2 separate regions of the Mus musculus genome follow, and region 2 is linked to region 1. Evidence: chromatin contacts called from public promoter capture Hi-C data. All regions are on one chromosome and are shown on one strand. The core of a region is the stretch at or near the end of the contact, and the rest is flanking DNA. Distances in the headings are between cores, read along the strand shown.

Evidence for each region. Promoter capture Hi-C pulls out the DNA fragments that hold promoters and counts their contacts.
Region 2: a contact with region 1 is called in a promoter capture Hi-C map of neural stem cells. The contact joins the promoter of Ntsr2 here to the promoter of 2410004P03Rik in region 1. A contact is called at or near these places in 5 of 39 promoter capture datasets (cranial neural crest, embryonic stem cells, neural stem cells and 1 more) and 3 of 484 Hi-C or Micro-C datasets (all in embryonic stem cells).

Annotation. Positions count from the first base shown.
Region 1 is chr12:17,009,898-17,014,415 of GRCm38.p6, forward strand. 2410004P03Rik (RIKEN cDNA 2410004P03 gene) reads right to left here and starts at 1,830. Exons shown (of 5, transcript NM_001201332.1): 1 at 1,555-1,830; 2 at 1,231-1,454. The coding sequence starts at 1,448.
Region 2 is chr12:16,650,844-16,655,361 of GRCm38.p6, forward strand. It overlaps Ntsr2 (neurotensin receptor 2), which reads left to right and starts at 2,627. Exons shown (of 4, transcript NM_008747.2): 1 at 2,627-3,280. The coding sequence starts at 2,657. It also overlaps a transcript of Lpin1 not described here.

The DNA of each region.
Region 1 (4,518 bases), core at 580-3,079:
AGGGGGTGGATTCTGCCAGATATTCCAGGGACACCCCAGCTCCCCGGAAGCAATTCTAAAGCAATAGGGAGCACCCTCTAATCCCATTTCTATCTCGCTAGTGACAGTGTCTGATTGACAGCTTGACAACTCCACTCCAATACTATCACCAGTTGCCAGCCTAGGGTTGTGTTTCTGACCATCTAATTAGGTGGACGGAGGCACTAAAAACAACCAGTGAGCATCAGCAGGGTTGGTGAGAACTTGGAGTCCTTGTACACTGTTAATGGAAATGCAAAGTAGGGCAGAAATTGTGAAAAACAGCAGGAGAGTCCCTCCCAACAAAACTAGAACCGGTTCCACTTCTGAAAATTTTATCTGAAAAATGGGAAGCCAGGTCTCAAAGGGAAATCTGCTCTCCTCTGTTTGCTGTGACACCTAACAACAGCCAACATGTGAAAATGATTTTTTTTTCATGGAATAGAATATTACTCTGCCCTGAAGAAGGAAATTCTGACATGTGCTTATGTTTATGTGAATGAGCTCCTTGATGGAGTGACTGCTACCACCTTGAGTCTGATCGCCAGACTAAAGGAGGGGCGAAAAGAAACTAAAAATGCAGCCACCGGCGTGTGTATTTGGAAAGCCTTCATTTAGACTTTTCACAGTTTTAAGTGGTTGCTCAGTAGCCATCTTCCTTCCCACTGGGCTTCAGCCACTCCACAGTCTTTGGTTTTGTCTTACTAACTTCAAACTCACACTGGGCGTACAGCTCTGAGTCATCATACTTGCCTAGTCTACCTACTTCTCTTGGGGTCCAGGAAGCCAGGCCCCCTTGGAACTCTGGGCAAACCTACCAGGCTTCTCCTGGTATCCATCACTGAATGAAACCAGGAAGGAAGCTCCCTACCCCCACCTCCACCCCCAGGCCAGAGTCCCGCCCCAGGCAGTGCCATGGCTTCCAGCTGCCAGCTTCCTCCCAGAAGAGGAGGGACAGAGAGATTGTTGTGTGGCCATAGATGGGACCAGAGCCCTGTCTATACCTATATTCCCAGCTATCTGTTGGGAATGAGGCCCTAGCTGCTTTAGTCACAGTCTGGGTCTAGGCTGGCCTCTCTTGCACCCTACTTCCACGTTCTCCCCCTCTGATCTTTCCATATATTCTGAACTCTTTCCTCTGCACTTTCTCAGACCCCCCAAGGTGGATGGAGATGTGAGAGATTCGGGGAGAAGGGGGGGCAGGACACTCACCAACGCCTCTGGCCTCGTGCTTCGGCTTCCACAAGCTCCCTCCACAGCTGGTCCTGTTGCACACCCAGGGCTGGGGTCCCCTGGCAACCACCGGCGAGAGCCCTGCTTGCAGCAGGGCCATCCCCCAGGGCCGCAGAAATTGAGGCAAGCTGCCTGGTAGGGGGCGGTTTGTACCCAGCGGATGTGGTTCTTGGTAGCCCACGATGTTGGCTGCCCATGGGGGACTGGAGAATCAGGAGAGGGAGAGAAAAGAGAAAGACTGGTTGAGACTTTCTGCCTGAACCCAGGATAACCTGCACAAGGTGCTCCCGCTTCGTCCCTCACCGGATTTCGAGCTCAGAGAGAGTGACTGATGGGGGACAAAAACTCTCCAGGCTGGGGCAGCATCTGCGCCCAGCTGTGTTTTGCAGCCCTGCTTGTGTTGACTGTCGCCCAGGGAACAGGCGACTCCCAAGTGCGCATGCGGAAGGGGCGGACCCACTGTGCGCCCTCCAAAGACTTCGGAGCCACTCGGTGGGGTGCAGATGGTAGGTGCTTTGCCCAGCTCTTCCCCTGGGCGGGAGAGCGGGACAGTGTCTGCTGAGTCTCCAAAAGCTGTGAGTGCTCCGTGTTCCGCAGAGCTGGTGAACTGGAGCAAGACCCTGTGCTGCCCCCTGGTGGAGAACTCAGGGTCCCAGACGAAGGGACGAGAGACCAGGGGCAGGAAGAGAAGACATCTTAGGGTTTTTAATTGCTGTGATGGAATATCATGACCAAAGCAAGTAGGGAAGGAAATGGATTATTTGGCGTCCACTTTCATATCGTAATCTATCGCTGAAGAAAGTAAGGGCAGGGACTCAAACAGGGCTAAAACCTGTAGATAGCAGCTGATGCAAAAGCCATGGAGGGGTACTGCTTACTGGCTTGCTCCCCATGGCTTACTCGGCCTGCTATCTTTTAAAAATTTTTATTTATTTATTTTATGTATGAGTGCTCTATCTGCATGTACACCTGCATGCCAGAAGAGGGCATCAGACCATATTATAGATGGTTGTGAGCCACTATGTAGTTGCTGGGAGTTGAACTCAGGACCTCTGGAAGAGCACCCAGTGAGCTGAGCTATCTGTACGACTGAGCCACTCTCCAGCCCTCAGCCTTTTATGTTTTAGAACCCAGGATCACCTGCCCAGGGATCACACCATACATAATGGCCTGGGCCCTCCCCATCAATCACTAATTAAGAAAATGCCTTACTAGCCCCACCCCTTCACTGGCAGTAGCACTCAGGCAAGCTGGCCCTGCACCTCAACTGGGCAGCATAGTGGTCCTAATAGTGAAGGCAGGGATGATCCAGCCCTAAGGGTAAGAGGGCAGGAGAACTAGCCCAGGCCCTTGAAGGCTGCAGCCCTAGGGAGAATGGGCCACAAGCCTTGACTGGGCAGCACAGTGGAGCTGGCTCTGGAGGAGTGGGAGCACATGGGCCTGCCCAGAGGGCATCAGGAAAGGAGAGCAGAACCTGCCTCCTGCCCATGTCAGCACTGGGTGGTCTAGCTGGAGCAGCGCTGGAGAGCTCTCCCTGGAGGTGCAAAGAAGGGAGAGCTGACTGAGTGCTAACCACCCCAGTTACCACCTGGGCCCAGACCCAGGGCTCTGAATTGGCCCACTCCAAAATCTTTATCATTTGCAGATGGTTGGGACACATGAAAGGGCCAGTCCTGCTGTTCCAAAGCTGCAGGATCTCCATGACACAGAGCAACAGTATGATGACCAGGAGGGGGTCCCAATGAGGATTCAATACTGATGTGTCACAGAAGCCAGAGATCTCCAATCAGACCAATGACTCGTTGCGATGAACATCTGCAAGTGAAGATGTGTGGACAGAGGGATACACTGTGGGACACACGGTGCCACACTGCAGCTTCTATGATGAGATGCTTTCTATGCCTTTCTTGTGTGTGTGTGTGTGTGTGTGTGTGTGTGTGTGTGTGTGTGTGTGTTTGTGTGTTTATTGGGGGGGGGGGAGGTTGCAAGGGCAAAGGGTGGGGAGATAAGTGGGACTGGGGTGCATGATGTGAAATTCACAAAGAATCAATAAAAAGTTTTTTTTAATGGATTATGGAGGAAGGGGGGGGAGAAAATGCCTTACAGCTGGATCTTATGGAGGCATTTTCTCAACTGATGCTACCTCCTCTCTGATAACTGTAGCTTGTGTTAAGTTGAGGTAAACTAACCAGGGCAACAATGTATGTTCCTTCTGAAAGCCCAGAGAGCCCACAGCATCCTGTCATTGATACTGAGGAGCCTCCCAACAACCCCAGGCAGCTTTTGTGGACATAGGTCCTACACAGAGTCACACTGAGGCCCACAGTGGAATCCAGTCTACAGGGAAGAATACAACCGGAGTGACTGTCCAGGCAGCCTGAGTTTAGCTTATAAAAGGCACATCGAGGACTTAAGAGTGGGGGTCCTGCTGTGGACTCCACTTCTGTTCCTTCTCTAGTCCCAAGCAGCCCAACCCCGTCTGTGGCACCAGTGGCTTCTTCATCCAGCTCAGCCAAACTCAGACCCTCCCATCACGCTGTTCCAGGCACCCTCCTTTCTTCCTCGTCACCAGCGATGGGTTTATTGATAGACCTTTCAATCCTTCCCTTACACTCTGTGCCTGACTCCTGTCAGGCAAGGTGTTCCTTCCCTGTGCAGCCAGAGAACAGAAATGGTTAATCAAGTGTAGACAGAGGTACCCTAAGTGGAGGATGCTCTGGTGTCTGGGACTCAGGCAATAGGCCACACCTCTTCTTGTTGTGTGTCAGTTTCCTCTCCAGCAGCAAAGATCCTTAAGATAGAAAGTAAACAACTCATAAGAACTCCAGGAAGTCCCTGAAACTGACCAGATTCACTTTCCTGACAGTAAACAATAGCTGGTACAGAGGGTCCCTCTTAAATGAGCCAAGCTGCAAAGGAGAATTAGAGACCCACCAAGTGGCCTGGAAGAAGCAGAGACCACCAGAGCTGCTAGGAAGAGCCTCGGAACAATGAAGCCACTTGGAAAGCACACTCTCCTACCTGTTGAGCTGCCTGTAGATTGTACAGTGTACACCAGGTTCCCAGCTTTTGTGAGCTGTCCCCCACGCTGGTGTGGTCTTGGGTGATGCAATTGTCTTTGACTTATATCTGCCTCTGTAAGTAACCCCAATAAAACTCATTGGTTTATTGGTATTCATACTTTGGTCTGTCGTGGGTTCTCTATCTGGGGTAAATAGATACATGTCGCTTCTCCCCAGGAAAATTTCCTTACTAAAGAGGCAGCAG
Region 2 (4,518 bases), core at 1,377-3,876, 360 kb before region 1:
CCAGAACCATGCAGCTCTTATCCATCTCTGTCCCCTAGAATCTGGCAGGGCTTAGGGGGACTTGCTCGACCTCCAGCAGCCTTTTCTTTCCCATCTGGCCTCCATCAACATACCCCTGGGCTTTTAAGCGTGTGCGACCACATTTGGCATTCTCACTTGGGTTTTGAAGATGGAATTGGAGTCCTCATATTCGCCAGAGCTCTTCTTATGTGACACTTAGACTGTGCCCAGGAGGGCTGTTATCTGTGAGTCCATGCCTTGCCGTCCTCACCACCACTGGGACACCTCAGGTCTGTGTCCTCAGCCCTAAAAGCTCGGTTCTATTTTGAACATCACCAGTTGCAGAAGTCTCTAACTTTTTAGGATAGCACACTGATTTCACCCATGATTTCTGCCATGATTTCACCCTTCTCATGCTTGTCCCCTGCCAAGGCCAAGACTTCTCCGACATCACAGAATGATTTCTTCTTCTTCTAACTTTTGAGGGGATAGCTTAGTGTGTGGGGATGACATTGCTGGGGTCATTCTGAGAGCCACACATAACTCCACAAACTTTCTTGGGGTTAGACAGGAATTTCCAGGTGAAGAGTCGGCCAGTTCACAGGCCACAATGGGGGCAATTTCAACAGAGTTCTCTCGTCCAGCCCCCTTATTACACACTCTGAATGTGCCAGGGAGGGTCTGTTATTTGTGTCTCAAATCATAACAAGCACAGCAGTCTCTCAGGGTGAGGTGCAGACTTAATTCACTTTTGGCATTGTAAACCAGCTAACTGACACGCAGTTACACTGCATAAGGTATGTTTGAGCAAATAGCGATGCATGAATCAGCCAGTGCCCAGCATTGTAATGGGTCCCACGGGGGACAGGAGGGAATGGCTTTCATAATGCAAATCCAGAAATATTTCATGGGTTATAGTTACATAGCCACAGTGTCTGCTCTGGGTTGGTAGAAGAGTCCCTGCGGTAGAAGTATGGTTAGTTGGCAGCTTCGGGAGGTAAAGCCAATGTTTTGTTTAATAAAGGCATTTACAGTAAATATAGCCCTTCAAGATGTGCTTATGTTTGAGCTGAGCAAGCGCATTGTATTAGCTACTTTCAGGGATGCTCAGACAAACCTGACAAGAGCATCTTCAGGGAAGAGAGGCTTTGGTTCTGCTCCGCAACGCTGTGCTTCTCTGTATCTGCCTGCGTGCTCATCTCTCCAACTCTGGTTTGGAGATAAAGGCATGGAGTGCGTGTTGTTCCCCGTCCATTCCCCACCTCAGAAGCCTTCCCATATAGAAGGAGAATAAATCTCAGTTTCATTGTGGATATGGATCTGGAAGAAGATGAAACTGATTGTCACTGGGCCATACAACCTGTGAGGTTGGAAAAACAGAATCCGGAGGTATGGGTGTCAATCTAATTCTGTCCCCAGTAGACACTAGACCTCCTCTGAACAGGAAGATGGGTATCCAAAAAGTCTTCCAGCTCCAGAGTTCTCATTTCTTCATGAGCTCACAAATACGCACAGTTTAACAGATTTAACACACACTCGTCCCTCTGCTCTGAGGGTGACATCCTGGGACAGTGTGATACCAGGAGGGTGCGTGCACTGGCCACCTTCTTGAGGTTATTACTGCGACAGAGTGTCATAGTTAGGGTTGTACTGCTGTGAACAGACACCATGACCAAGGCAACTCTTATAAAGACAACTTTTAATTGGGGCTGGCTTACAGGTTCAGATGTTTAGTCCATTATTATCAAGTCAGGAGCATGGCAGCATCCAGGCAGGCATGGTACAGGCAGAGCTGAGAGTTTTACATCTTCATCTGAAGGCTGCTATGAGAAGACTAACCTCCAGGCAGCTAAGATGAGGGTCTTATAGCCCACACGCACAGTGACAAACCTACTCCAACAAGGCTATGCCTTTTTTTGTTTTTTGTTTTTTGTTTTTTGTTTTTTGTTTTTCTGAGACAGGGTTGGCTGTCCTGGAACTCACTCTGTAGACCAGACTGGCATCGAACTCAGAAATTCGTCTGCCTCCCAAGTACTGGGATTAAAGGTGTATGCCACCATGCCCGGCTAAGGCCACGCCTTCTAATAGTGCCACTCCCTGGGCCAAGCACATACAAACCATCACACAGAGGCAGCCAGGTTAATGAGAGCAAAGTTGCTGAAGCCTGGCAAAGCCTTCTCTGAGCTGTCTCTTTCTCAGATTGCTCATAGAAATGACAACAAACAGACGGGGGTGAGGGATGTTGCGAAGTTCAAATTGTGTCTGTCTGTCTGTACTGTAGCTTGAGCATCTGCCTGCCAATTAACTCATTTGATCCCTAGAGAAATTCTGCAGCATGGGTAGTATTTTAAAGTTGAAAAGCAATGGGGTGGGGACAGAGGGCTTTTAAAAACCTACCCACGGGTCACATGGCTTACCAGCAATGCCATCCAGGTGAACCTCAAAGGATGTCCTCCCCCACCTTCTTCCACCAACACGTGCTTTTCTGGATGAGCCAAATGGCAGAAAGATTGAAGACTGATTCTGGAACTCCCTCCAGAGGCGTGTCCTCCCAGTTTTGGAGGTTCCCAGAAAGGAGGTGGTGCTGGCTCCCCGGGCAGCTAGCCCAGGCTCTGGGCAGTGAGAGGGAGGGAGATCAGGCCACCACGAGACAGAGATGGAGACCAGCAGCCTGTGGCCCCCGAGGCCCAGCCCCAGTGCAGGGCTGAGCCTGGAGGCGCGGCTGGGCGTGGACACTCGCCTCTGGGCCAAGGTGCTGTTCACCGCGCTCTATTCGCTCATCTTCGCGCTTGGCACAGCCGGCAATGCGCTGTCCGTGCACGTGGTGCTGAAGGCGCGGGCGGGTCGCCCCGGGCGCCTGCGCTACCACGTGCTCAGCCTGGCACTGTCAGCCCTGCTGCTACTGCTGATCAGCGTGCCCATGGAGCTCTACAACTTCGTGTGGTCCCACTACCCCTGGGTCTTCGGCGATCTCGGCTGTCGTGGCTATTACTTCGTGCGTGAGCTGTGCGCCTACGCCACGGTGCTGAGCGTGGCCAGCCTGAGCGCAGAGCGCTGCCTGGCCGTGTGCCAGCCGCTGCGCGCCCGCCGCCTGCTCACCCCGCGCCGCACCCGCCGCCTGCTGTCACTAGTCTGGGTCGCCTCTCTGGGCCTTGCCCTGCCCATGGCGGTTATCATGGGACAGAAGCACGAAATGGAGAGGGCCGACGGGGAGCCTGAGCCTGCCTCGCGTGTGTGCACGGTGCTAGTAAGTCGCGCCACGCTCCAGGTCTTCATCCAGGTAAGGGAGTGGGGAGTGGGGTACAGTAGAAGGGGAAACCTATGTCCTACAGTTAGCCTTTAACACACACACACACACACACACACACACACACACACACACACACACACACACACACACTGGGGTAGTGAAAGAAACTAAAGCAACTCCTCCAGGGTCCTTCCCAGATATTCAAAGGACCAAGGAAGGGTGCAAGCAGCATCCCTTCACTACCCGTGAGCACACAGAGGATCTGGAAGGGTAAACATGTGAAAGTGCAGAAAGGCATGCTGGCTGGTGCATCAGGACATGTGTGGGATTAGGGGCTGCATAGATGACTGGACCATCATATCTTCTGCATTGAATTCCTGGCCAGGTGTGGACTGGAGTCTTGCAGCTATTGCTTGAGATTTTCAAGTCCGGGTGTGCCAGAACAATGGATTAGACTAGGGGCACACATATGGTGGTAGAACAGAAGGGTTTGTCAGGAAGAAAAACACTTGCACAACTGAAGTGGATACAGAGCAGAAGAGGAGGGAGCTGTTAGAAGCTCAAGGGCACTGGCCAGGAGTAGAGTATGTGCCATTTGCACAGCACCTGCCTTCTCCCACATTTATAATCCATGAGCTTTTTCTACTGTTTTGTCTCTTATGTGTAGCTGTTGGTGAGGGTCCCCAGCCTTTCTCTGCCATTGGTTTCTTTCATATTAATCTTGATACCTCTTTCTCTCCACCCTATTCTCTTGCCACAGTACAAGGCTGCGGTGCCTGGCATAAAGCTCCTTTTCTCTGCACCATCCTGTGTGTATCATCTGGGTCTGGTGGGCAGGAAGGGAGGAGTCTAGGACCTATTCATCCGTCCTTCACTTACCACCTCCCTCTTCACCCAAGAGAAACCATGGAAAGAGCCAATTGTGCCCATGTTTAACCATGTCCTACGGGGCTGCCTTTTCCCTATCTGGTTCAAGTTCTTCTTGAATGGGGACAAGGGGACCAAATGCCTAACAATAGTTTGCTGGTAATGGATTTGCTTTAAAAGGAGTTTGGCATTTGAAACATCATGTCCATCTCTAGAAAGAGAGTTCAGCCATTATCTGGGAGGAAGGGAGGGAGTCCAAGGAAACTGAAGGGTTCCAGTTGGGACACTGTTGGAAGAAACTTCAAGTTAAGAAAAGGATTCAGGACAGGGATGGTGAGGAAAACAGGGACACTGAGTCAGAATTATCAATTTGCTGGCTCCCAGGAGGCCCTATTTCTGTT